Linked DNA regions of Mus musculus: regions 1, 3 and 4 are each linked to region 2. A link is a contact called in public Hi-C and Micro-C data. All regions are on one chromosome and are shown on one strand. Each heading gives the region's core, a stretch centred on a gene start, on an enhancer-like site or on the middle of the called end of the contact. The rest is flanking DNA. Distances are from core to core; before and after follow the strand shown. Region 1 overlaps Sema3c (sema domain, immunoglobulin domain (Ig), short basic domain, secreted, (semaphorin) 3C). Region 2 holds the start of Sema3c (sema domain, immunoglobulin domain (Ig), short basic domain, secreted, (semaphorin) 3C). Region 3 has its middle 29 kb from the start of Speer4f1. Region 4 has its middle 20 kb from the start of Speer4f1.

Evidence for each region. A called contact is a pair of places that touch in the nucleus more often than the background predicts.
Region 1: a contact with region 2 is called in a Micro-C map of granulosa cells, with 2.7 times the contacts expected there. The contact joins the enhancer-like site here to the promoter of Sema3c in region 2. A contact is called at or near these places in 8 of 39 promoter capture datasets (the 3T3-L1 cell line, 3T3-L1-derived adipocytes, embryonic stem cells and 3 more) and 9 of 484 Hi-C or Micro-C datasets (the HL-1 cell line, Sertoli cells, granulosa cells and 3 more).
Region 3: a Hi-C map of uterus shows a contact between it and region 2, with 2.9 times the contacts expected there. The contact joins the enhancer-like site here to the promoter of Sema3c in region 2. A contact is called at or near these places in 7 of 39 promoter capture datasets (the 3T3-L1 cell line, 3T3-L1-derived adipocytes, hippocampal neurons and 3 more), 7 of 484 Hi-C or Micro-C datasets (Sertoli cells, Th1 cells, brain and 4 more), 1 of 115 datasets of contacts at active chromatin or transcription factors (neural progenitor cells) and 3 of 9 other capture datasets (adipose tissue, liver and pancreatic islet).
Region 4: a Micro-C map of the HL-1 cell line shows a contact between it and region 2, with 4 times the contacts expected there. The contact joins the enhancer-like site here to the promoter of Sema3c in region 2. A contact is called at or near these places in 9 of 39 promoter capture datasets (the 3T3-L1 cell line, cranial neural crest, embryonic stem cells and 4 more), 4 of 484 Hi-C or Micro-C datasets (the HL-1 cell line, cerebral cortex, cortical neurons and 1 more), 2 of 115 datasets of contacts at active chromatin or transcription factors (a colorectal cancer cell line and neural progenitor cells) and 2 of 9 other capture datasets (adipose tissue and pancreatic islet).

What each region holds. Positions count from the first base shown.
Region 1 is chr5:17,641,323-17,644,534 of GRCm38.p6, reverse strand. All of the region lies in intron 2 of Sema3c (sema domain, immunoglobulin domain (Ig), short basic domain, secreted, (semaphorin) 3C), which reads right to left. Among named protein-coding and RNA genes, the nearest start is that of Sema3c, 68 kb to the right of the region's middle. Within about 2 kb of position 1,949, at least 5 of the 459 cell types and tissues checked have an H3K27ac peak or open chromatin away from gene starts, as enhancers often do. A contact at or near this core is called in the HL-1 cell line and granulosa cells, where this site is marked.
Region 2 is chr5:17,572,939-17,576,235 of GRCm38.p6, reverse strand. Sema3c (sema domain, immunoglobulin domain (Ig), short basic domain, secreted, (semaphorin) 3C) reads right to left here and starts at 1,420. Exons shown (of 18, transcript NM_013657.5): 1 at 1,271-1,420.
Region 3 is chr5:17,504,054-17,507,043 of GRCm38.p6, reverse strand. No RefSeq gene overlaps it. Among named protein-coding and RNA genes, the nearest start is that of Speer4f1, 29 kb to the right of the region's middle. Within about 2 kb of position 1,298, at least 29 of the 459 cell types and tissues checked have an H3K27ac peak or open chromatin away from gene starts, as enhancers often do. A contact at or near this core is called in adipose tissue and uterus, where this site is marked.
Region 4 is chr5:17,454,221-17,457,213 of GRCm38.p6, reverse strand. No RefSeq gene overlaps it. Among named protein-coding and RNA genes, the nearest start is that of Speer4f1, 20 kb to the left of the region's middle. Within about 2 kb of position 1,678, at least 3 of the 459 cell types and tissues checked have an H3K27ac peak or open chromatin away from gene starts, as enhancers often do. A contact at or near this core is called in the HL-1 cell line, where this site is marked.

The DNA.
Region 1 (3,212 bases), core at 700-3,199, 68 kb before region 2:
AAATTATTATTTGAAGCATATCCATTTGGATTAGTACAAAACAAACAAACAAACAAAACCCGCAAACAAAAAAAGAGAGAAAATCTTGGTACCCTCAAAGAAGGTCACCTGGGGGTAGATACACACACATGTGTGCACACACACACACTGAACAAGATGACCCTGTAGTACTAGAGAAAAATGACTAAGACTTCCTAATTAGACAGAAGGAAATACTTGACTGTTTTTTATTCAACAAATACTAGCTGAGCCATTCTCTATGATAAAGCTCAGTGTATTAAATGCATAAAATGAAGTAAAGGAGAAAAAAATGGTTAAAGCCAAGGATAGCTGCCTTTCATCAGGGCTCAAGAAGTGTCTAGCAAACAGTGACCTGAAGACAAAGTCAATGAAGTGAAAGGCATTACCCACAGAACACACAGAGCTTGCATAGAAAACTAGACCAGCTGAGGAAGGGTCAAAGTGTGGTTTGGCATAATTGGGATTAATAGAGGCAATTTGGATTGGATGCTCTGAGAGGAAGCATCTCCCCATCACTGTGCAAAGGGAATGCTACAAGTTCCTTGACTCTCACAAACAGCCTTTAAAGATGCAAATCTTAAATAATGGCCAAACTTGAGTTGCTAGGTTGTTCCCACATCACTAGAAATAGCATCAAATAGCTTGAGAAGGTGCAAGATAATCATGGATGAAGTTTTGGAATGGCAGTCTTAGCTAGTGACCACATTGTATGAGATTTTTTTTCAATGAAATATTAAGAGCGTAAAGAAGAGACTGTGTGTATGCCAGAATTATTGCATGTTTCCAGAGATAAAATACACATAGGAAGGATCTGGGAAATATTGACCTATAAATAATTTTCTTAAAGATTTATTCACCTGGAAATGGGCAGTACTGATAGGTCTCTCAGTGTTTTGTAAGTTCATATACATGTAATTACCCCTGGTTAATGCTCAGGGTGTGTGAGATTTCTGAACAAAACACTGTGGTGCATATACAACCTCAAGCAGGCTTCGCTTGTATGGTACTAACAAATGAGTGAAGTACGTGAAGAGGGAAACACAAATTACTAACTGGAAAGGAGCTGCACACTGCCAAAACTTCTCTATCTCTAATTCCTTCAAAATAAGACCACCCGGCTTTACTCAGGACTGAACAACCTGGCTCCCCCAATCACTGCAAGGTCTTGAACTACCCTTTCATTTGATGCCTTTTAAAGCCCATTTTTAACTTGAGAACAGGAAAACATGTAATAAACTACATATTGCACCACCTCAAATTTAAAGTGTCAGATATTATGAACAAAGAGATATGGAGATATTTGCCCTAAAGTGACAGCCATTTTATCTAAATATTATTTTGTTCAATGTGACTCATTGTTTAGCCAAGTTATTGCACTTGGCTTTAAAACAAGACACAAATTTGGAGAGCTACAGAGAACAAGTTCACTTTGTTTTAAACACATTGGTCAGTCTTCAACGCAGAGCCCTGTTCTGTTTTCCATGCTGTCTTCTCTTTATCTCTTGAGACACAGTCTAAAACATAAAATCAGTCAGTACAGCAGGGTCTACTGCTCAGCTATTGGTAGTGTGCTTCACTGCCTTTTCACTATTTTCAAGAGAATAACAAAGGATCCACAGAATAACAATGGAACCACCTTTGTTCCGTGTGGATTTAAATCATATATATTTCCTTACCTTCATACTACACTGGGAAAACATTTGATTTTTCTCCTTTTCAGGATGATATCTGAGAATGTATCACTCAGTGCCCCCCATCCGCCCCCACACACACACACACAAAAATTTCAGTGTTACACTTCTTTGGTTTTGCTCTGAAAACATAACGTTTATCATTGTTTTCATGTGCTTCAAGGAGAGAGTCAGAAAGTAGAACTCAAAGTTTATTTTACCAAATGCTTCTGCCGTCACGCTGTAAACATTAAGCATGGCTGTCCCTTTCGTTTTCAACGTACAAAAGGGAACAAAGCCCGTTCAAAAGCTATGGGAACAAGTGTATATAAAAGAGGATACAGCAAGTGTCAGAAATATTAAATTTAATCTGAATATTGATGAATCAGGATATACTTTAATGTATGGAAATGTTTTATTCCATTTACTTATAGCCATTTTAATCTGTGAGCCTTAAAAGCAAAATCTATTTTATTGATCAAACGCTGGTTTTAATAGCTGTGATGAGGTGAAGCACTGTTTCCTCAACCATCTAGGTGGTTTAATGCAATTAAGTCTAGACAGCCATCTTGCTGTACATGCTGAAGAATAGGCAGACAGGGTTCCTGTCAGGTATTTGCCTCTGGCTTATTTTCATCACAGATGAACACATTGTACTTCTCCAGATTAAAATACACTGCAGGCTTTGTTACTTCAGCAATAATTAACATAAAAAATAACAAAGGGTGTATTTTTAAAACTTTGCAGAAAATTACATTTTAGACAATCCAAGTTTAAAATCAACTTACTCAAAAAAAAAAAAAACATACAGATAAATGGATTTTGTTGCTAATTGAATCCATTTTCCTGGAACAAAGTCTGGCTTTGGAAGACAGATCTATCCTTGGATCTTGGCTCTGCATTTGGCTAGCAATGCTGATTTCGGCAAGTTATTTAAACTGCGGGTGCTTAAGCATCCCTATCTGAATAATTATAATACTGCCTGTCTGCTGGGACTGTGGAGCTAACTGAGTAAGGAGGTAAGTGTGAAGGACCTCAGTCTTCACACTAGCTGGGGCGCCTCACATCAAAATGGGAGTTTCAGTTTTAAATAAAGTATTGCTGTACTGTTTAGGCTTTAGATTATTAATCCTGAGTTGTCTAAGTACTAATTGAACTTAATAAAAACTGGTGTAATAATTTTATTATCTTTATTATGGTGTAGTCTATCATACAAATGAGTTTAACTCCTCAAAATTTTTACAAAAATAATTCTTATTATCAATATAAAAGTAAATGATAAAATAGAAACAGTTTCCTTGATTTTGTCCAATTGGCTTTTTAATCTACCATTCACACTACAAAATTTGTGCCAGCATTATATCAATACAAAATACCTATATATTCTATTAATATTTGACAAGCAGTGTCTTGTCTAACCACCACAACAATCCTCCTAATTTGTTCTTACGAAGTGCAGGTGTCTGGGGGAAGCGAGTCCCCTGGTTCTTTGTGGAAGGTGAGATTATCCTCAGCCAAGGA
Region 2 (3,297 bases), core at 171-2,670:
ATCCACTGGAGCCCCATATCCACCAAGGCATATTTTACATAAATCATCCAGAGAGTGCGCCATCAAAATTTCAAACAATGAATCAAAGAGACAATATTCTTGCTTGAAAATTGTAGCTATAAAATTAATATAAGCTATTAACTAATGTCTAAGTATAAAGGGAGGCCAGGTACTGTTAGAACAAACCTATATGAGCCCCACTGGCCATCAGAAATCCCATCACTTCTCATATAGTGTAATTATACAGTAAAATGACAAGCAGGTCTAGTCTGGAAATGCAACCTTACAGATCTTGTGTTATATGGCTTTTTTAAATTGAAAATACATTATTGATTCTATTCAATAAGGAAGTGAGGTTAAAAATTGAAAAGGCTGTTTCTCTGACACAGAAGGAAAGGACAATTAAACACAGCATGCAATCTCAAAGAAAAATCTAAACTGGTCTCATTGGTAGCACATATGCTGCAAGAGTGCAACATGAAACTCTCTGCCTCTACCACACAGATGGAGGAGACCCTAGAGATGTTTGTGTTGGTAATTTTCAAAAGAAACAGTTTCTTCCTGCTTCCACAACCTCTTCACCCTGTCATCCCTAAATTAACTTAGAAGAAAATTGATTTTTATGGGTGACTTTCCCTTAGAATTTTACCCCTGGGATTTGTTGACTTAGTAGTTAAAACCAGGGGGAAGGGATACTATTAATATGTCCAACCTTAGTCTGTTTATTAACCAAGTTAGAGACATTTGTACATTTTTACATATTGCTATTACCAGTACATAATCCGATATGCCTCCCCTAAAAGAGATATGCTCCATAAATTGCGAAGAACATTGCCTAGATGACATGGGAGATCAGACAGTGCTGATCTATCTATCAGAACACCCTGGTTTCAGTCCGACCTAGTGATGGGCTGTGACTGCCATCCCCCGCCCAAGTCCTTTACAACTTAGTCCCTTTAACTCGCACACTTAAAAGTGATGGCTAGTGCTTGGTCATCTATTATGAGTAAATACGAGAGTATAAATATATTATGTAGCTTCCACCGGTGTTTTTCCCCTTAGAAGGCACTGGAGCAACTTAAAGTCTTGGCAGGTGCCACAGCCTCCAGTCAGGCTCAGCTCCTCCCGGAGCGCTTTCCTCATGAGTCGCGTGGGCTCCTAAGAAAATACTCAGACTTGAGCACACCAAAGGAAAAACAAGTCAGTACACAGACCCAGAAAAGTTCTATTTCAGTAACTGAGTAAGACTGAAAATCTGAGTCCGGCTTACCGAGGTGGGAAAAGATCCAGGAGAAGTCAGCCACTTGCTCCGGGCTTGGATTTCCAGTCCCCTAGGTCCTTTCCCCAGAAGACCTTTAAAGACTTAGTGAGTCCGGAGGGTGGGATTCCTGCCGGCCGGTGCTGAGTTTCTTTGTAGCAGAATCCCGGGCGGCAGAGCCGCGGCACCCGGAGCCCTTCTCCACGTCGCTCAACCCCGCACCGCGGAGTGAATGGCAAGTGGCCGGGCGCCGGGGGCGAGCGCTCGGTGTCCGATTACAGCGACGCGGCGCGCGGCTGAGGCTGCCCGGGCGCACCGCCCAGCCGGCTGCAGCAGCGGCCCCGCGTGGCCCGCCGCATCTGCACGGGCCGCCGCCCCACCCAGGGAGCGCCTGGCCGCGGGTGGCAGCGAGCCTGAGGGCGGAGCACAGGCTGGCCTGGGCGCGGGAAGGCTCTGCTGCAGGCTAGACTCTTCTCCGTAGCGCTGCCTTTGGCAGTGAACAGTCGCTGAGCGCGCTCAGCCAGTTTTGCTATGCGCGCCTCTTGAAAAGCATGCAGGCTTGGCTACGCTGTAAATATCCGAGTGCAAAGCAGTTGTTTTGCCAGAGGAAGATTCCCTGCATCCTTTTAAGGCAAAGAGTTACCGTTTTAAACGGGCACGGATCTTGTCTTCACCCTGAAGCAAAATTTCTAAAGCTAGGGGAGAGTAACGTACGGTAACCCCCTTTCCCAGAAGTGTAATCTGTTGAGTATTGTTTCCTGCCGCGTTTCCCTAACGTCCTGAAATCAGTAATTATGCTGACCTTTCCACACTGAATCATATCCAGCACCTTCCTCTCCGGGACACTCCCAAAACAGAAGTTGTAAGAATTTTCACGTTTTTGTTTTGTTTTCAAGAATGCTGTTTCCAATGGTCCCAACACTTTGAGACTCATAAATCTACACACAGGCGAGTTATTTGCAGCCCTGCTTTCAGGAAAACTCGTTAAGCCGTGCAACTGACTTTGATGTGTGTGTGTGGAAGGGGGTTTCTTCTTCTGACTAGACTGAATTAAATGATTGAACATCAAAAGAAAAGACTTTCACTCCTTGTAAACTGAGCAGAGCTGGCTTAAAAAAAAAAAAATCACTGTTCGCTTCAGCCCAGTAGGTGTCACTGTGTGAGGGACCCTTGAGTGCAATTTATTCCCTGTGTATTTCCTCAGTTGCCTTACAAAATGAAGTAGAATCTTTACATTCTTATCAAAGTTGTCGCGGGAAACACCTCTAAGATTACAAAAGAGAATTCCCGCTCAGTCGGACCCAAGAAGGAGAGTTGCCGGAGTTAGTGATTAGAGGGCAGAATCTTTGTATCTATGTAGACACCGCCTCTGATGTCCAGTAGGTAGGATTGTCTGATTTTTGCCATATATTTGAGATATGTGAAAATCAAGTTAAAGAAGTTCATAATCGTTGCAAGATTCGCCTGCCTGAGATGGTTTGCATTTTAAGGTGGACTATCTCTGCGGTATACAGCTAAGTACATAGTAGACAAGGAACCTAAGTAGATTCCCTCAAAAAAACATGCATGAATGGGCAAGAGATGCTACAAAAGGCTCCACACCACTCATCACTTGAGCAATCCAAATGAAAGCCACAGGGAGATAACACTTCAAAGCTGTTGAATGGTTAATACCACAAAGAAAGAAGAAAAAACTTGCGGACAGTTTGCACAGACTGGGAGATGATACGAATTAGGGCAACTATTGTGGAAAACGGTATGAAGTATCTTTATAAACTAAAGATAAAACTAGCATATAACCCCTCAACCCCCCTCTAAATAATTACCCAAAGTACGGGGGGTCAGAAGATCTATATCTCTGTCTTTTCACGTCCCTTGGTCCAACGTTCATAATAGCCAGTCAGCCTAGGTGTCACTCACAGTCCTCATGAACCAACCAAGAGAATGTGCCTGGATTGGGGACACTATACCATAACTGCCACTGTATATACTTTCCAGACTTACAAAAGAGGAAACGCCTACCTTTTTCACAAACATGA
Region 3 (2,990 bases), core at 49-2,548, 69 kb after region 2:
ACCTTTTTGAATTTTTCATTTTCTTTGCAGGTTGTGTCAATAACGTTTATGGTATCTTCTATGCCTGAGATTTTCTCTTTTGTCTCTTGTATTCTGTTGGTGATGTTTGCATCTGTAGCTCATGATCTCTTTCCTAGGTTTTTCATCTCCAGAGTTGACTTCTTTGTGGTTTCTTTATTGTTTCTGTTTCCATTTTTAGATCCTGGATGGTTTTATTTAATTTCTGTTGATTGATTGTGTTTTCTTGTATTACATTAAGAGATTTATGTTTCCTCTATGGGCTTCTATCTGTTTACCTGTATTTCTCTACAGGAATTATTTATTTTGTCCTTAACGTCTTCTATCGCCTTCATGCGATGGGATTTTTGTTCATTATCTTTCTTTTCAGGCATGTTAGGATATGCAGGGCTTGCTGTGGTAGAACTAGGTTCTGATCATGCCAAGTGGTACAGGTTTCTGTTGCCTATGCTGTTCTGCTTGCCTCTTGCCATCTAGTTATGTCTGATGTTAACTGACCTTGCTTGTCTCTGACTAGAGCCAGCCCTTCCTTGTAGGAAGGAAGACCTCTGTAAGATGGGTTAGAGATTGCCTTCTGGGGGCAAACAGTGCTGTTTCTGGGAGTGCGTGGATGGGCTGGAACACCAGATCTGCCCTAGATGAGTTGTTGAGAGAAAGAATATGTGTCTTTAGCATTTTGAATAGGTCCCACCGAAGTTCATTTTATAGCAAAACAAAACAAAAATATAAACAAAAAACAATCTCCCATGCTTTGAAAGGAACCTATTGGAATTTGGGATGCTTCAGGATAGTTCAGATTTGGTTATTCATAATGGTACATTGTCCTGGGTTGAAGGGTAACTCTACCTCAAAGTTCTCTTGGCTTAATGGAATGGCTCTAGTATCTACAGTGCTGTAGTGTAAGGAACAGGAAAGGACACATGGAAAGGAGCAAAGGAGACATCCTCATGAACACTATTGCAAGCCTGGCATCTGAGACTAAGTATCTGCATCAGTGCCATGTGGCTTCACAGGACTTCAGGTAGCTGACTAGCCAGCCCATCCCACCTCCTCACTCACTCAGTGCTGTAAAAAGCACTCACTAACCAAATGGGAGAGAACTCCATAGCTTTTCCTCAAAGAGCTCAACTTAAGGAGTCCCTAGCAAGGCTAATGTGCATTAATCTGGAGAGCACAGCTAAAGAAGGTCTGAAGAGAAATCTTTCCTGGTACCAGCCACAGTCTACTCTCCCTTGCCCCAGCAAGTGCCTCAGCTAAAAGGAATGTTACCTGGCTCCAGATGACATCCACTCCCACTTAATGATCACTGGCAAGCATTGCAGTGGAAAGATTGGGAAACCTCAGGCTTCATTCCTTCTCCAATTGTTAAAGTTGCCTGAGGCCCTGCACTTGGGTCAGCACCTCCATAGGAACTGAAACTCCTGAGAGTAACAGAGAAACTACCAAGGTGCAAAAGAAAACTCCTGTGATCAAGGCCACCTTTTCTATCTAGGAATAGTCTCTCTGGGTGCACTACCAGTACTTTTTCCCTGTACATCACTTACCTAAACTAGAGTACAGCCATTCCTTGTGACTTGTAGAGAGGGTGGGGTTATATTATTCTGACTTTAGGCACACATTATCTAAACACACTACACACATTCAAGATGCCTTTTTTGGAGAAAGTCACCTATTAAGAAGGCTGACACATAAAAGTGGTTAACTGTATGCATGTAATTTAACATGTAAACCTCAGTAGAATAACATGAGTAACACCAGAGTTGGCAATCTCTAATGTATAGATATCAATCACATCTATGTAATGCCTGATAAAAAGTTCAAAAGAGAGAAGGCCAGATGGCTCAGTAGGTAAAAGTATTTGTTGCTAAGCTTGAGGATCTAAGTTTATTGATCTCTGGGACTCACAAGATGGAAGGAGAAAACCAAGTTATACAAGTTGTGTCTAACCTTCTCTTACAAGCCATGGGAAGTGCACATATATATGCCCCCCCACATACACCAAATAAATGTATTTTAAAAAATCCAAAATGATTAATATCTAAAAGTTAAATGAAGCACATCATAATAAGGAAAAATAATTAAATGAAATTGAAAATACAATTGAAAAGAGCCAGCAAAAAGGTAGCAATTTTCAAAAAGGACTTGTCATAAGTTCTAGGAATAAAGAGTCGAATGAGTCAGTTCTGAAACATGCTAAATGTCTCAACAACCAGTAAGATCAAAGAGAAGGAATGTCAGACTGAAAACAGGTCTTTTTTTCAGAACAGAACAGAACAAAACAGAACAGAAAAAAACAACTCCTGATAGAAGTGCCAAAAATGTAGATTGGAGACATGGCATCCCAGTAAACATCACTAAGAGTATGATATCCACAAATAGGAGACTGACCCTTGACCCTCGTTGCTCATGCTGTAGAAACATCAAATTAAAATGGAGCCAAGATTTTAATGATGACCTAAAATTCTGAAACTAAAATTCTAGTCTAACACATAAGAGAGTCTTAAAGATATCATCACAGCCAGTGATTACCTGGACATAACTCAAAGAGCCCAGGAACCAAATCTGAGAATTGAAAAACACAGTTACCCAAATTAAAATTTTATATACAATCAACAGAAGGGATGAATAGAATGAGAGAAGGTAGTTTGTTTTGTTGTGGGTTTTTTGTTTGTTTGTGTGTTTGTGTGTTTTTCCAGTCCATAATTCACTACATAACCCAGTCTGACCCTGAATATATGGTCCTTCTGCATCAGTTTCCTGAGGACTGGGATTGTATTTATGTTCCAAAATGGTTGATTTAACAGACTTTATTTTTCTTTTAGCTATACTAAGGCTTGAGCCTCAATCCTGTGTATACTGGGAAATGCAACTACATCTTGTGTTCTAAAGAAAATTCCTGCCAGTTGCTCATGTGATCAAGGATCACTATCCAAAATAATTTTAAAAGTTTAAACCAGGGGCTGGAGAGATGG
Region 4 (2,993 bases), core at 429-2,928, 120 kb after region 2:
AGGATCCTGAGCATCTCCTATCACATCATTGGGACATTGTGTCCTATTATTGGAACCACATTTCCAGGGGACACTGATAAGGGAGATTGTTAAGTAGAAGACACAATGGAAATTTAGGTTGAGAGGGTTTAGAAAGAACTTTACAAGTCACATAACACCATATTTTAGTCTTACACATGTACCCCATTCTTGCTGAAAGACTAAGTCTCAATACTTTAATAGAATGAACCAGATAATGTAATTTCTCCAGCCAAGACACTACAATAGTCTCACAGTGTCCTTACCATGGTCTACAGAGCAGTGTCCACACGGCCCAGCGTTTCTCATGTTACATTCCTTCCTACTGATCACTTCCTTGCTGGCTGTGTCCTTGTAGGCTTGGATGCTTTTCTTCCTCACGCTGCTCACTCCTGAAGGAAACTTATCTAGGACCATGACTTACTCACATACTCTTTCATATCTTTAATCAAAATCTTGTAAATGAAGATTTAATGAACCATTAATGTTCCCTACACATTTATCTTATAGTTCTCATTTCTACAGTTCATGTTAATATTTAAAACTAAAACCTTTGCTTATTTAACATGGCTGTTTTTCTTTGATGTGTTTGTCTTTGGCAGTCTCGCACTGCTAAGTGAAATTCTCCTGGGGTTCAAAGTAAAACATGAAACAGTAAGATGCTTATTTTTTTTAATTAAGGTGATTTATTAGTTGATTCTAAACTTACAAAAAGACACAGCATTATCATATTAGAAGGGAACTGACATATGTAATTTTAACGTTTTACTCATGCTCTCCTGATCAATACTACTTACTGAAAAGGTAATGATATTCCGCATAATATCCATGAGATTAGGCACTGCCCATATATGGTTACTGAGCACTTGCTATGTGACAAACATGTCTGAAGATGTTAATTACTCTACTATGACATTTGAATTCATTAAAATTCATATTTATGTAATCATATGAGAACATGTTAACTATGTAGGATGGCATAGTTTTAGGGAACACAAATGAAAGTCAATAATTAAACCTCTATGGAGAGAACTTTATTGAATAAGAAAGCTTCAGTCTGACGTTTCCAATAAAAAGTCAGGCAGCCTTGGCAATAGGTAATACCCTGCTTCAATTAAGAGATGTTTACATAGAGGCTGGAGAGTCACATCAGAATTGTCACAGGGATTATTGCTTAGGTTACTACAAATATAATGTCATTTCTTTATTTTATGTCTAAAATTATATTATTTCTACATAAATTTTATCGTCCTTTTAGCTTATGGTATTACTGCATACACACAGAGAACCTACATTCCCAAATATTAAACAACACATTAAAACTAGGAAGCATTGCTCTTCAAATTATTTATCAGTGGGAAGCAATGAAAATGAAACATATTTTAACTTATGATAGAATAAATTAAATGCCGTATTTTCACTGTTGTATTTAAAATCAGGTTTCCACAGTGTCATTTTAGGAGCATGGATAAAGGGTGCTCAGTGGCTGCAGAAATTCTTGGGAGGGAGCCATCTGATGCAGACTAAAAGATTCCCTTCGATATCAATTCACTTCACTTTCACAGTTAAAGAATTTTGTTTGACTTATGGTTGCTCACCAACTAAGAATAGAAACCTCTTGACTATGCGATGGCAACATGACACAGAGTTGTTCCTGTCTAAATGAACCGCAGTGACAGAGATGGAGAGGAAACTGAGGGAGAGGAGGTTCAGTGAACAGCTCAAATTGGGATCCAGCTCTGGGGATGCTCCAAGGCCTGACACTGATGCTGTGGCGTGCTTACAGACAGGAGCCTGACATGGCTGCCCTCCCAGAGGCCCAATAGGCAGCTGAAAAAAATCAGATGTAGATAATTAAATCCAGCCAATGGACAGAAACCACTGACCCCTGTGGTTGAATTGGGAAAGGGCTGGAAGAAGCTGAGGAGGAGGGCGAACCCATGGGAGGATCAGCAGTCTCAAATAACATGGACCTCTGAGATCTCTCAGACACTGAACCACCAACCAGACAGCATACACTAGGCAATATACAGCAGAGGACGGCCTGGTCTGGCCTCAGTGAGAGACCATGCACTTAATCCTTCTGAGACTTGGGGACTCAGGGAGTGGGGAGGTCTGGTGGAGTGTGGGTGGGAGGTGGGGACATCCCCTTGGAGACTGGGAGGAGGAGTGGGATGGGGAGCAGTTGGAGGATGGACTGCATGGCAAACGGACTGAGAAAAAAGATTTAATTAATAATAATAATAATAATAATAATAATGACGAATAGACACCTAAGTATTTCAGTATTTCCTGACAATGGACTGGAAATTTCTGGAATCTCGGAAGCGAGTTGCCCAGGTGCAGGTACAAGAGATGCCTTCGCTGCCTTGCAGATGAAGGAGGGAGTTTCTTACACTAGTTCTTGTTGGTTTAAAAATTAGTCAACAAAGTGACCTTGGGTTTTTAAAATTTTTATTATTAATTTATTGAAAACAGAGCTATGAAATTTCTAATCAATATCAAGACAGGTGAATAAGGCAGAAAACATGAGGAATTCCCTAAAAGAAAGAAAGAAAAAAAGAAGTGTTTTCAATATCTGTTTTGGTCTGAATCATATTTCTTTCTCAGTTTGACATCAGATTGTTATTCAAGTATTCCAATAGTCATAGAAGAATGAGAAACAATATAGAAAAAAATAAATCTGATACTATGACTAGTAACTTTTTTTTCAGTTGAAAGAAAACTTCATAAGAAATAAAAGGGAAAACTAGAGGGATTGGAAGGATGTGTTGGGCATGTACCTTATTGCTTTTTGCTATGTGGTACTTGGTGTTTGATAACAATTATCCTTAGACTGAAGACTGTAATTTTAGATCACACGCAGAGGATGTGAATCAGTTTCCTGATACAAACATATAATAAAATCAAACAATGACGATAGTTAAACATGGTATTGCCCGTCAGATTGTTTATTGACAGACTTCCTACTGCGT